Linked DNA regions of Mus musculus: region 2 is linked to region 1. A link is a contact called in public Hi-C data. All regions are on one chromosome and are shown on one strand. Each heading gives the region's core, a stretch centred on a gene start, on an enhancer-like site or on the middle of the called end of the contact. The rest is flanking DNA. Distances are from core to core; before and after follow the strand shown. Region 1 overlaps Stxbp3 (syntaxin binding protein 3). Region 2 overlaps Gpsm2 (G-protein signalling modulator 2 (AGS3-like, C. elegans)).

Region 1 (6,822 bases), core at 2,457-4,956:
ATGGTTTTTTTGTTTTGTTCTTGTTTACATTTTCTGAGACAAGGTTTCATGTAGTCTAGGCTGGCCTCAAACTTACTATGGGAACCAAGGATAACCTTGAACTCTGTCTTTACCTTTCAGTGATGGCTACAGTTGTGTGCTACCATGCCCAGTGTCTGTGTTGCTGGGAACTACTGGGCGAGCACTCTTACAGGAGCTGTGTGCCCAGCCCAGAGTTTTGTTTTCATATGTAACCTGAGTGCATAAAGTTTTCTAGTGGGTTTGTATTTTCTGGCGTCTACTGTAATTTGCTCCTTACACTTGTCTCTTTATGATTCATGTGTGCCAATGGTTGCATTTTACATGCAGCCTTTTCTACACACTGCTGAGGTACAACATGCTGTCCTGTGACCAGCATGTCCCAACCTTGTATGGTGCTTTTTTCTTTTTCTTTTTAAAAGTAGGCAGTTTTGCTGTAATTAAAGCTTTGTTAGAAAATATAATTATATTATTGAATGAAATTATTTGTCCCTTCAATTATATCAGTCCCAGCAAGCCAAACCACTGAGAAAGGATCGGTCTGCAGAAGAGACTTTTCAGCTTTCTCGATGGACACCTTTTATCAAAGATATCATGGAGGTAAACGTCCCAACCTGCCTGCTGACCCCTGAGCACCTCCTGCGGGTCATTCCTTCCACTTCGCTGTTTACCTGCCGCTGTGGCCTGGCTCTCAGGCCCTGCAGTGCTGGAAGGTCACACAAGATGTCTGGGTCTGCTGGGACTTTATAGGCAGAGACGCTTCTTAAAGTCTTAAGGACCTCAGAACAATTCTCCACTGTCTATGAATGAATGAATAAATAAATGAATGAATGAGCACATGCCTGCTTCATGAAAAGAGTCGCTGGGTGAATATGCTTTTAGTGCTGCGGGATCTTAAGAAAATAATATTAATTTGTAGGAATTATAAACTGAACTAATTTTAAAATTGCCTTAGGCGCTAAATGAAAAACATTTTTTCTAGCTTTCCTCTGACTAATTATAGTTCTAATTTCTACTTTCCTTTGTGTGCTAATAGTTTTACTAGTTTCCCAATTTTCAAAATTTTATGTCCTCGTCAAATACATGAGCATATTGGAAAAGTCCAAAGAACTTAGACTTTGTTTGCTGCACTGTAAGTCACCTCCCACCCCGGCAATGATTACAGAAGTAGTTATTTCTTTTCTTTTGTAAGATTTACTTTATGTATGTGAGTACACTGTTGCTTTCTTCAGAAATACCAGAAGAGGGCATCAGATCCCATTACAGATGTGAGCCACCATGTGGTTGCTGGGAATTGAACTTAGGACCTCTGGAAGAGCAGTCAGTTTTCTTAACCATTGAGCCACCTCTCCAGCCCCCCAAAATAGTTTTTCTTATGATTGTTTTTTAAATGAAAACCAACCTGTTTAAACCCTCTGACAAGGTTTGCATGTGAAACCCAGAGACTGCACTTGGATCTGTGGCTGACCTGGGCTGTTAGGTTTTCTCCTAACTTAAAACAGTGCTTCTTCCTCTGGCAATCGTACTAAAACCCTCCTGAGTTGCTTTTCCTTCTTGTGTCCACTTTTCACTACCTTTGTGCATCATCTATAAAGCAAGTTGATTGACTAATAAAAAGTGTAACTATAGTAAATTGTGAACATAACCCGTTGATTGACCAAACATATATTACTGTATTAATAAAGCATTCATAATCTGTTTATTCATCATAAACATATACAAAGGTCATAAAACATAGCCCTGAGAAAAGAAGGGTTTTTTTTTTTTTTAAACGTAGCAAACAGGAAAACATTCCATAATCATTGGACTGCCTTCAGTGTCTCGAGGTTAGGTGTGTGCATTCTGTTTTGAGGAAGTGCTATGAAGGACCATGGCCTGTGGTGCCATTGAGAAACCTCTCACTTCCCTAGAGCTGGACAGTCCTCAGCATTGCAGAACCTTCCAGTAAAGAAAGGCAGATCTCAAGTGCACGTTTAATATGTAGTATGTAAACTAGTACATTAGTTTTTAATTTGTTTTTATTATTTTAACTAGGCGTGTATATGTGTGGGCATGTGCACACGAGTGCAGGTGCTCACGGAAGCCAGAGGCATTGATGCCCTGGAGCTGGAGTTGAGGCAGTTGTGAGTGTCACTGTGTGGGTACTGGGACCTGAATTTCCGTCCTCCAGAGGAACAGTGATTCGCTTAACCACTGAGCCGTCTCTAGTCCTAGTGTATTGATTTCTACTGCAGTCAGTATTCATAGGTATAAAGAAGGGATAATCTTAATATTTATGCACCTTTAATGTTCATCAAGCTGTGTATAAAACAAATCCCTGAAATTTTCTTGATGGTGTTAATAATTTTCTTCCCTAGGATGCCATTGATAATAGATTAGATTCCAAAGAGTGGCCGTATTGTTCCCGGTGCCCAGCAGTGTGGAATGGCTCTGGAGCTGTGAGGTAAGCCTGTAAGGGGAAGCCACTGTGGTGGTTCGCTGGGATGCTATAGACCAATGGTTAGAATGCTGCTCAGCGCTCTCCTTGAACAAGGGCCCTTCCTGTGTGAAACATAGAGTAACATAAAAGGTAGTTTTTCTTCTATTGTAACCTAGTTAAATAAGTTCAGGAAGGCATACTTTATAATGCAGAATACTTTTATAAAATTGCATCACCTCCCACACAGCTTCTTTACAGCATAGTTGCTTCCTTCTCCCTCTGGTTTCTTCTTGTTTTTCTTTTCCTCTTTTCTTTTCTTTTCTCTTCTTTTCTTCTTCCTCTTCTCTCTCTCTCTCTCTCTCTTTCTTTCTGGAGGCAGGATCTCACTGTGTAGACAGCCAATCCTCTGAGTAACCACACCCAACTTGATTTAACCCTTTTGATAATTGTGTTAATTATTTTCAACTTCAGAGAGACTATGTTCTCGTGCATGCCCCTGCACTCAGAGCCCAGCTTAACAAATTAAATATAATCCAAGCTTTCTGGGTTTCAAGCTCTGAGGTTACTCTCCCTCTTTATCAGATCTGTCGTAGTTTAATCATTCTCTGCATGTCCCTACCTTTTCTGCCTGCCCTGTGTAATGTATTGAATTGTTCCTGTGTGTGGATGCACACATGACAGAGCATGTACGGAGGTCAGAAGACAACTTACAGGGAACAGTTCTCTCCCTCCCCCGAGCGGGCCCTGAACATTGAACTCAGGCGTGCAGCCACTCATGACCTATGTGGGGCTTTTTCTTGAGATTTGGCTTCTATCACATGGACTGTGCTATGTTGACACACAGGTCTCTCCTGTTTACTCTTCCTGGGGTTTGCTGTGTTGCCTGCATCTTCATCAGATAAACAGGGTTTGGGGTATTGTATTTCTGAGGTGTTTTGTTGTTTCTGGAGTCACTGGGGTTCTGTCTCTCCTCTCCCCTCCCCTCCCCTCCCTCCTCCCCTCCCCTCCCCTCCCTCCTCTCCTCCCCTCCCCTCTCCTCCCCTCCCCTCTCCTCCCCTTTCTCTTACCTGTTTATTGTAGTTCCTTCAAATGGCACAGCCGCTCGAGCTCATCTCTGACTCCATGTTTCATTGTGTGGCAGATTGGTTCTTGTAGTTTCCATTTCTGCTTTTGTTTTGTGGTTTGTGGTGCTGAAGGCAAAACCTAGGCAAGCACTGACTGCTGCTTCCTCACCAACTTTCCTATCGTTTCTGCTGAACCACAATCTTACATTCAGATAGATATAGATACATAGATATGATGTAGGTATAATCTGCTTTAAAGTCTTTGCTCAATCCAACCTCTACTTTTACAAAACTAAGTTTCTACCACACTGTTTCTTTCTATATCTACAACCTTTGATTGAAAACAGACCCTTTTAGCAACTCTGAGTTGCTTTCTGTGGTGAGTTTTCATGCTTAAGTCTGTTTCGTTTTCGATTTTTGAGACAGTTTCTCTGTGTAACCCTGGCTGTCCTAGAACTCACTCTGTAGATCAGGCTAGCTTTGAACTCAGAGATCTGCCTGCCTCTGTCGGCCTAGTGCTGGATATATGTAGGTTGGGGGAAGTATGTACATGTGTGTGCAGGTGTCCACAGAACCCAGAGATGTCTGGGTCCCCTGGGGTTGGAGTCACGGGTGTGAACCAGATCCTCTGCAAGAGCAATACTGACGCTCTAAGCCATCTCTCTAGCCCATCGTGGTAGCAATTTGTGTAGACTTAAACTGTTGGCTTTCTCTCTTGCTGTGAATGGCCACTTCAGTCTTTTGAGTTTTTCAGTTTTTCAGTTTGGCTTAGTGGTTGTTTGTGCCTGTGTAGTTGCAGTCAGCCAATTGTCTGGGCAGACATTGTCAGACACTTGAGGCATGTCCCTTCCATCCTCCACTGATCACTGAGGATTTAGGGATACACTGATCTTCCAGAGGACCCAGGTTCATCCCAGCACCCACAACCATCCGTAACTCCTGTCCCACAGGATCCAGCACCCTTCTCTGGCCTCCACAGGCCCTGCATGCACATGGTGCACAGCCTTACATGTAGGCAAAACACCCATACACAAAATAAAAATGTTTTAAAATTTTAAATATTAAAATAAAATGTTCGCTTTATAAATAAAAATACTAAGCCTAGACTGTGTGGTTTTTACTATACTTTTTGGAAATAAGGTTTTATATATGTCTCCTAGATCTAGCCTTGATCTTTTTCCTACTGTCTCACCACAAATAAAACTATGTGATCTATTCAAATTGAAATCTGAAAGGGGGGGGGGGTGTGCAGCCTTTGCCTAAATTACTGTAGGGAAAGCACCACGGTTAGATTGCTTCGTTATTGCTTCCAAAGGTGAGTTTGAGATGCACGCCGCGTGGCTTTGGGAGTGCTGACAGCATGTTTGCTTTGTGTTTTACTTTCTAGTGCTCGCCAGAAACCCAGAACTAACTACTTAGAGCTGGACCGGAAAAATGGGTCAAGGCTGATTATTTTTGTAATTGGAGGAATTACGTACTCTGAGATGCGGTGTGCTTATGAAGTTTCCCAGGCACATAAATCCTGTGAGGTTATTATTGGTAAGATTTTCATCTTTTTTGTTTGTTAATGTTTAAGGCAAGATTATGCATGGGAAAATTTAAGACTATTATTACATGCAGAAAAAGAATTAATTATAAAACATTTGTAAAATTGCCTGAAGGTTTTTTTTTCCTGGTTGGTATTTTAATACTCTTATTTTTAAATATTCCAATTTTAGGAGCTTAAGCTTGCTCCTTTAAAACTGTGTCTTCTGATTTTATTTGCTTGGATCATTAAAAAGCTTTTATGACATATTAATACATTTTTACTTCAGAAGCATTTGGTTTTGTGTATATGGATCTGACATTGATGAGGCCTGTGTAGGACTGAGCTTTAAAATATCAGTCTGGACCAGCAAGAGGGCTCAGTGGGTAAAAAAAAAAAAAAAAATTGCTGAGCAAGTCTGACAACCTTCACTACCAGAACTCACAGTGGCAGGAGAAAGCCTACTCCTGAAAGGCATCCTCTGGCCTCCACGCGTGAGCCATGACATGCATGTGCACACACGTGTACATGCATGTGCACACACGTGTACATGCATGTGCACACACGGTCATAGTAAAGTAAATTAGAATGTTTTCCAGTGAAGCCGCTGCAGATAGAAAGCCGCCTAGCCCAGACAGCTGCAGGAGTTGTATGGCCTGCTTACAGTCTCTGTGTGAAAATGACAACTGCTGCAGTTCTGTAACGAGGCTAGAAAAATCCATTTTTCTCTTTACTAGACACCAATAAAGTACAAATCAGACAAAACACTTGTGATGGGCAAAATTTCTGAAGAGTTACTGAGCATGCTCAGTGACAAGGGTTGATGTGAATTTTGGAGACATGCTGTTAGAAGTATTGTTCAAATGTACCAAACATTTGTATATGAAAGGGACAAGATCTTAAGCCAAAGAAAATGATTTCATTCTGACAATTTACAATTTCTTCCACCAGGTTCCACACATATTTTAACACCCAGAAAGCTCCTGGATGATATAAAAATGCTGAATAAATCAAAGGATAAAGTTTCCTTTAAGGATGAGTAACTTTTTATGGTTGTCGTTTAGAGGTTTTGTTAATACGATCGGCTACAGCAAATGTTGCTGTTGTAATTTAAGCGGTGTAAATAGTGTATGGAGTAATGTGGTTTTCAAGTGTACATCTTACAGAAGCTTATGTGTTATGGATTTGCCATTTCTAATAATTTAAATACTGTTGCTGCTTTGTACAAGATCTGACACTACAGGGCTTTCTAATCAGGATGTCTTCACCCTAGGGACAGAATCTGTTAGGAGGGATGGGTAGTTTTTACAGCCTGCTGTATACATACTAGTTACTGTATACTTACGCTGAAATATAGTGTTGGGGGCAAAATGATTTTGAATGAAGAGATTATAAAAGTAAAAACTGTAAATGTATGTATGATAGAATTATTTCTTATAAGTGCAGTTTCTTAAAACTGAGATTCATAATTTTTTATGTGTAAAATAATTCCAGTGTTTAATATGATTTCACTGTGTATATTACCTGTGAAATAATTCTAAAGAACACAATTTTATATGTTTGAGATCATGTCTGCTTAAGTTAGACGCCAAAAATAATCATGAACATTCTAAGAGAAAATAAATATATTATTGTCAAAATTTTCTGAGTTTTTCTTTCTTTTCTTTTCTTTTCTTTTCTTTTTTTTACTCTGAATTGGAGCTAGAAAGAAGCAAAAGAAGATCCTGCGATATTCCCATGAATACAATACCTGATGATTTTCAAAAACAATGTATTATCTGTGAGGTTGGGTAATA
Region 2 (6,553 bases), core at 3,281-5,780, 120 kb after region 1:
GCTGCCTATGCAGCAGAGAGTGGCCTAGTTGGTCATTAATGGGAGGTCCTGTGAAGGTTCTATGCCCCAGTATAGGGGAATGCCAGGGCCAGGAAGCAGGAGTTAGGTGGGTTGGTGAGCAGGGGGAGGGGGAAGGGGGTTAGGGGGCTTTCGGAGGGGAAACTAGGAGATAACATTTGAAATGTAAATAAAGAAAATATCTAATAAAAAGTATAAATAAATAAATAAATAAATAAGTAGATAGATGGATAGATAAATAGGTAAACTAAGTTATAATTAAAAAAAAAAAACAAAACATTCTTCACCAAGTACCATTTTTAGTCAAGGAAGGTCTTTTCAAAAAACAGAATTTCAGGGGTTTCAATCAGAATTTCGGGGGTTGGGGATTTAGCTCAGTGGTAGAGTGCTTGCCTAGCAAGTGCAAGACCCTGGGTTCAGTGCTCAGCTCTGAAAAAAAAAAAAAAAAAAAGACAAAATTTCACTAATGGCTATATACCCCTTGAAGTGTTTTTTCAATGCTTTTTGGCTAATAAACGGAAAAACTATAGGGCTGGGTATAGAGTGACTGTCCAGGGATGCAGAACTAGGGCTCTAGGCTGTCTTCAGCAGGCACTCTGAACAGAGCTAAAAGCTCTGATCTTTTGAAAGCTACTGTGTTTTTTTTTCATTTGGGGGCTGTTTTGAGACAAGGATTTACTCCCTGTGGACCAGGCTGGTTAGTATTACAGATATTGTCACCATGCCCAGCATTGTACTATGTTTTTGATGTTCAAAATTGTACATTACAGGCTTTTTGTACCTAGAGCAAGGTCTTGGTGATGACGTATTGGCTATAGCTTAAGCACTCCATTCGCAAACATCAGATTCAGCGTAAGTCTGGAGTCAACTACTCCTCCCCTGTCTTAGTCAGGGTTTCTATTCCTGCACAGACATCATGACCAAGAAGCAAGTGGGGTAGGAAAGGGTTTATTCAGCTTACACTTCCACACTGCTGTTCATCACCAAAGGAAGTCAGGACTGGAACTCAAGCAGGTCAGGAAGCAGGGGCTGATGCAGAGGCCACGGTGGGATGTTACTTACTGGCTTGTTTCCACTGGCTTGCTCAGCTTGCTTTCTTATAGAACCCAAGAATACCAGTCCAGGGATGGCACCACCCACAAGGGGCCTTTTCCCCTTGATCACTAATTGAGAAAATGCCTTACAGTTGTATCTCATGGAGGCATTTCCCCAACTGAAGCTCCTTTCTCTGTGATAACTCCAGCCTGTGTCAAGTTGACACACAAAACCAGCCAGTACATCCCCTGACTCATTTTAGGATGCCATGCTGTGTCTCCTAGGAAGCTAGGTGTTACTCAGTTCTCTTTCCTGCATTAACCACACTTGATCGTTTTGTTCTTTAGATTTGAATTTCTCACTTCTAAAACATTCTCTGTACCAAGTCTTTTTCTAACACTTAACCCCTCACGTAGACTTGTAGACCAGACACTTGAACGTTTGTTTCTGCTGCTCGGATCCACTGGAGGGGCCAGCGTCTGGGCAGGAGTGTTAGAACTAGCTGTACAGCCACCGAAGGTCACAAAGCTCACAGCGGTTTTGCCTGAGAAGACTGATGCTTTCTTGTCTTGGCTTTTTTTTTTTTTTCTCTTTTTGTTGTTGTTGTTGTTTTTAGTTTTGGTTTTATTGGGTTAGTTGTTTTTGAGACAGAGTTTCTCTGTGTAGCCTTGGCTGTTCTAGAACTCTCTGTTGACCAGGTTGGCCTCAAACCCAGAGATATACCTGGCTCTGCGCCTCCCTAGTGCTGGGATTTAGAAATACACCACCACTGCTAGGCTTTTAAGAACGATTGATTGATTGATTGATTGATTGATTGGGGTGTTTTGCCTGCTTGTATATCTGCACACCAGAAGAGGTAATTAGATCCCATGAGTATAGTTAGAGATGGCTGTGAGCCATGTGGGTGCTGAGATTTGAACTCAAGATCTCTGGAAAGACAGCCACTGTTCTTAACCAGCCCCTGGGATTCTTCATTTTTGGTTCTAGAAGCAGAGATTATAGTATGAGTGTCCAGTCCAGGCCTCAGATATGTTTTATTGGCCTAAGAAATACAGGAATTAAAAGTTAAATAAATAAAAATGGCTTTTTATGGGGTGTATACGGGAGCATTTTATTACCAATTGCCACTTAAGCTCTTTTTTTAAATAAAAGGCCAGTTTTTAAAATCTGTATCCTTTGCCTTTTCTGTTTAACTACATCATGGTGTTCATTGATGACCTAAGGCCAAAGAGGGATAATTAAACATACTAGATTTTCTTTGTTTTAGAAAATCAGTTCAGACACGATTGGAGATGAAGGATTCTTTGACTTGCTAAGGCGATTTCAGAGCAACAGGATGGATGACCAGAGGTGCCACTTACAAGGAAACTGTCGCACAACATCCACAGCAGCTGCTTCTGCTACCCCCAAGTTGATGAAAGGTAAGCCTTCTTTGCTCTCCTTCAGTTTCGGTTCATCTTATGTATCTGAGGCATAGCCCAGGCTAGCCCATTAGGTAGCAAGCAGTAGGCCCTTCATCTGCAACACACACAAAGTCAGATCATGAGACATTTCATATCTGAAATTTAAAAATCTAAACTATATTACTTATATTGTTACATTTCTCTACTATAAGATGATTTCTCCCATAGATTAAGATCGGCCAGTCTTTTGACTTCACTAAATGATTCCCATCCTGAACATGGAAGGAACAAAGGAACTTATAAAGGAAAAGACAACTGTTTAGTCGCGTTCCTCCCCACTCTGCTGGGGAAGGCCACACAGCAGCAGTGCCCTGCAGGAGAGGAAAGCTAGGTGCATGCGAGTTATGTGCAGATAGAAATCTCAACACGTTTGTAACATTTCGGTGTTATTCTTTCCTGTCCGTAGCACCGTCTGTCTCTGTGGTGTCCCCCAACACAGATGAGTTCTTAGATCTTCTTGCTAGCTCACAGAGCCGCCGTCTGGATGACCAGAGGGCCAGTTTCAGTAATTTGCCAGGGCTCCGCCTGACAAAAGGCAACAGTCCATCTGTACTTGAGCGCCTGATGACAAATGACAAGAAAGAGCCTGATGAAGACTTCTTCGACATCCTTGTAAAGTGCCAGGTAAGTGCATTCTGTGGAGTGGCCTGGGCTGCTGTTGGTGGCCTGTGCTGCTGTTGGTGGCCTGTGCTGCTGTTGGTGGCCTGTGCTGCTGTTGGTGGCCTGTGCTGCTGTTGGTGGCCTGTGCTGCTGTTGGGTGCTGGCCTTTAGGGAGGTGCCAAGACACCACTCAAGGGGTGGGAAAACGCAGCCTAGGATATGGGAGGCCAAAGCTTGGGGTTCCTTGACTCCTGGGTATCCAGTCACTGCTGGGAAACTGCAGAAAAGCTGGGAATGAAGTCCTCAGGCCACGAAGAGGCTGGCCAGGACTGGATGCTCCCAAACTCTTGGACATCCAGGCGCTGCTGGATCTCAAGGGTTAGAAACAGAATTGGAGGCCTGCAGGCTGAGGATGCTGAGGGTGGGAGCTCCAGCTTAGTTCACTGGTGAAAGTCCTTAGCTTAGCAGTGGTTGTCTGGGAGCACAGAGGCCTTCTGCAGGATGTGGCTTGGTATCAAAGGCTTTCTCCATGCTCCCCACAGCAGATAGACAGTCCACGTTTATCCATGTTTATTGACTGTTCAGTGTGGAAAATGGGTACATACCGTACCAAACCAACTCCTCAGGGTGGGCCAGAAATTAAATACCTTTTGCAAGGAGGAGTGTCTAGGGAGGGAAGCCTATTGGGTAAACCCTCAGGGTCTCTAGGTACCTCATTAGCATGGAGAACTGTTTTGGTTCACGTGTGAGAGGTGTGGCACATGTTCTAGGCCAGGAATCCAATAGGGAGGAGGGACACCCCTACAGTCTCAGGTAGGTGCCTGGGTGTTGGGGACTCTGAACCCGCTCAACCATCCCACGTTTCCTGGCATGGTCTACTGTCCCACAGGGCTCTTTGTGGATCAGGCATTATTTACTTGCCTGTCATTCAGAAGGCCACTAAATGCCTTTGTTACAGGGACGATTTGGGGCACCAGGATGCTCTTGCATCATGCATCTAAGTGGAAAGTCAAAAGTGTGTACAAAGAGCAAGCGACCAAGCCCGCTCAGTCAACAGGTTCTCCAGCGCGGGAGTGAGGATTAAAAAGAAAAAAAGACAGTTTTGTAGCATGACCCCAGTCAATTCTGAGACTGAAGGCAAATTTAATTTTCCCAGTCCATTTTTTATACCATTTTAGTTACATGCAAGTATTAAGGGTGAGCAGTACAATAAGGAACTAGCAAGGCAGTGGGCAAAGTCCCGTGATACTCCCGTGACAGTTGTTTAAAAGAGCTTGTCAGAATGACCGAAATACTTGGGCCCACTTCCTTGTCCAAGCCCAAAATCTTGCCTGAAGCCTACTTCTTTTGTTGCACCCGAAGATTAAAATTCCTGCCTTACCCTACTTCCCCATTATAGCCTAAAGTTAGATTCTTGCAGAAACTTACTTCCTTAGCATATCCTAATGCCAGTTCCTGCCTGAGCTTATGTCCCTGTCATGGGCAATGTCAGATTCCTGCCTGAAGCCCATTTCCTTGTCCTTGGCCAGTGTCAGACTCCTGCCAAGCGGCACCCCAAAAGGCTCTCCACAGGCAAGCAAGAGACAGTGTGGCAGTGGTACTATGAAGAAAAAGTAAAGGTTGAAGGGCTAGTGGGTGGTCAGAATAGGTAGTGACTTGGGGAACATCTGTTTTGTATACAACTGCTGTTTTTTTAGGAAAAAAAACCCTCTGCTGGGCCGTGGTGGCACTCGCCTTTGATCCCAGCCCTTGAGAAGCTGAGGCAGGCAGATTTCTGAGTTTGAGGACAGCCAGGGCTACACAGAGAAACCCTGTCTCGAAAAACCAAAAAAAAATACAAAAAACAAAAACCAAAAAACCCTTCTGGGTTGCCATTTGAATCATTTGTGCAAACAGCTTCAAACATAGGCAGTAGATTATAATTTGTTGGCCCCCTGGCCTAGGCCATTCTAGAAACACATTATAAAGAGAAGATTTTAATTTTGAAACTGTCATACCTGACATTTTAGTGTCAAATCATTTGTGACCAGCTGTAGTAGTATAATATACTTACGAAGCCCATTTCTCCATACTACTTGCTTTAGTCCCATTCTATCAAGTTTCGGGTCTGAAGACAACTTTCTGAAAAAAGCTAAAAGAAATGCTTATGGATCTAACTTCGAACAGATGATACAGCTTGGCATTCTCCTTTCTGACTGTTATGTTTCAATTTGTCTCCATCTTTAGGGGTCAAGATTAGATGATCAAAGATGTGCTCCTCCATCTGCTGCCACTAAGGGGCCGACTGTCCCGGATGAGGACTTCTTTAGCCTCATCTTACGCTCTCAAGCTAAAAGAATGGATGAGCAGAGAGTTCTGCTGCAAAGAGATCCAAACAGAGACAGTGAGTTTGGACTAAAGGAACTTTTGCAAAATAACGCTTTGTTGGAATTTAAGCATTCGGGAAAATAACTAGCAAACCACAGGATGGTGTGGTAACCTACTGAAGAAAAGGACTGGTCCCCTCAGGACACTGCAGGGAGCTCGCCACTGTAGCAGTCACCACATTTTTAGGGTGTGAATGTTGAGTACTGAGGGACTGACATTCTTCTGTCTCAGGGCAGAACGTCCTGTAAGGTGCTCCGTCAGCTTAACTGACCTTGAGATTCTGTGTGCGTGACTAGATTCCTTGGCTAGGGTTTGTGTAATAGGGATTTAAATGACTCCTACATTAGAACTCAGTCTTTTCTTACAGAGGCCATCTTTAAGGAGCTAGTTGACAGGGACTTTTTGTACCTGCCCATGAATATAGCAGATTGCATTGTTTATTGGAAATAATGTAAATGTCCTATGTAAAAAAGATGAAAATAGTCATAAAATTCTAGTTTAAGAAAACTATATTCAATATATTTTTAGGCAAAGCCAGTGAGGGAAATGAGAAATAAACTGCTTTTAGCATGCTCTGGGTTATCTGTCTCCTTTATTACATAACACAGTTATAAAGTAGCACAAGGCCTACTTTTAGGAGATGTACTGTTAGGAAAACTACATAGGCAGAAAACTCACAGAAAGTACGCAAGGCTTAGTTAATGTTAGACCATGAGCCTTCATCTAACGAGTTTACGAGACAGTGATCTTCTGGCCCGCATTTGGTGCAGACACTTAGAAGAAAATTCACTAAGAAAGCAAAGACTGCACACCAGACCAAAATAATGTAAAAATAAGTGTTTATTTTGTGTTTACAATGGTTAAGCATTCAACAATTATTCTGTTTTAAAAAGTGCTTTAACAACTACCTACCCTGTTCTTTTCTTAAAAGCCAGTTACAATGTGCTTTAACCTCAGATAGTCACACTAATCACTTGAGACAAGCCGCTTCTCTTTTCTGCAATAAACTGGCCTTGATATCGTCACCTGTGTTAATCAAGTCTTCCCTGAATTGCTGTAGTCACTCAAGA

Evidence for each region. A called contact is a pair of places that touch in the nucleus more often than the background predicts.
Region 2: a Hi-C map of bone marrow-derived macrophages shows a contact between it and region 1, with 28 read pairs. The contact joins two enhancer-like sites. A contact is called at or near these places in 6 of 484 Hi-C or Micro-C datasets (the C2C12 cell line, Th2 cells, bone marrow-derived macrophages and 3 more), 2 of 115 datasets of contacts at active chromatin or transcription factors (Th17 cells and bone marrow-derived macrophages) and 3 of 9 other capture datasets (adipose tissue, liver and pancreatic islet).

Annotation. Positions count from the first base shown.
Region 1 is chr3:108,793,020-108,799,841 of GRCm38.p6, reverse strand. Stxbp3 (syntaxin binding protein 3) reads left to right here. Exons shown (of 19, transcript NM_011504.1): 16 at 526-618; 17 at 2,376-2,461; 18 at 4,889-5,040; 19 at 5,978-6,662. The coding sequence ends at 6,069. Among named protein-coding and RNA genes, the nearest start is that of Stxbp3, 44 kb to the left of the region's middle. Within about 2 kb of position 3,706, at least 80 of the 459 cell types and tissues checked have an H3K27ac peak or open chromatin away from gene starts, as enhancers often do. A contact at or near this core is called in bone marrow-derived macrophages, where this site is marked.
Region 2 is chr3:108,678,593-108,685,145 of GRCm38.p6, reverse strand. It overlaps Gpsm2 (G-protein signalling modulator 2 (AGS3-like, C. elegans)), which reads left to right. Exons shown (of 15, transcript NM_029522.2): 13 at 2,321-2,474; 14 at 2,923-3,140; 15 at 5,343-6,508. The coding sequence ends at 5,567. Clcc1 (chloride channel CLIC-like 1) reads right to left here. Exons shown (of 12, transcript NM_145543.2): 12 at 6,306-6,553. Among named protein-coding and RNA genes, the nearest start is that of Clcc1, 28 kb to the right of the region's middle. Within about 2 kb of position 4,530, at least 7 of the 459 cell types and tissues checked have an H3K27ac peak or open chromatin away from gene starts, as enhancers often do. A contact at or near this core is called in bone marrow-derived macrophages, where this site is marked.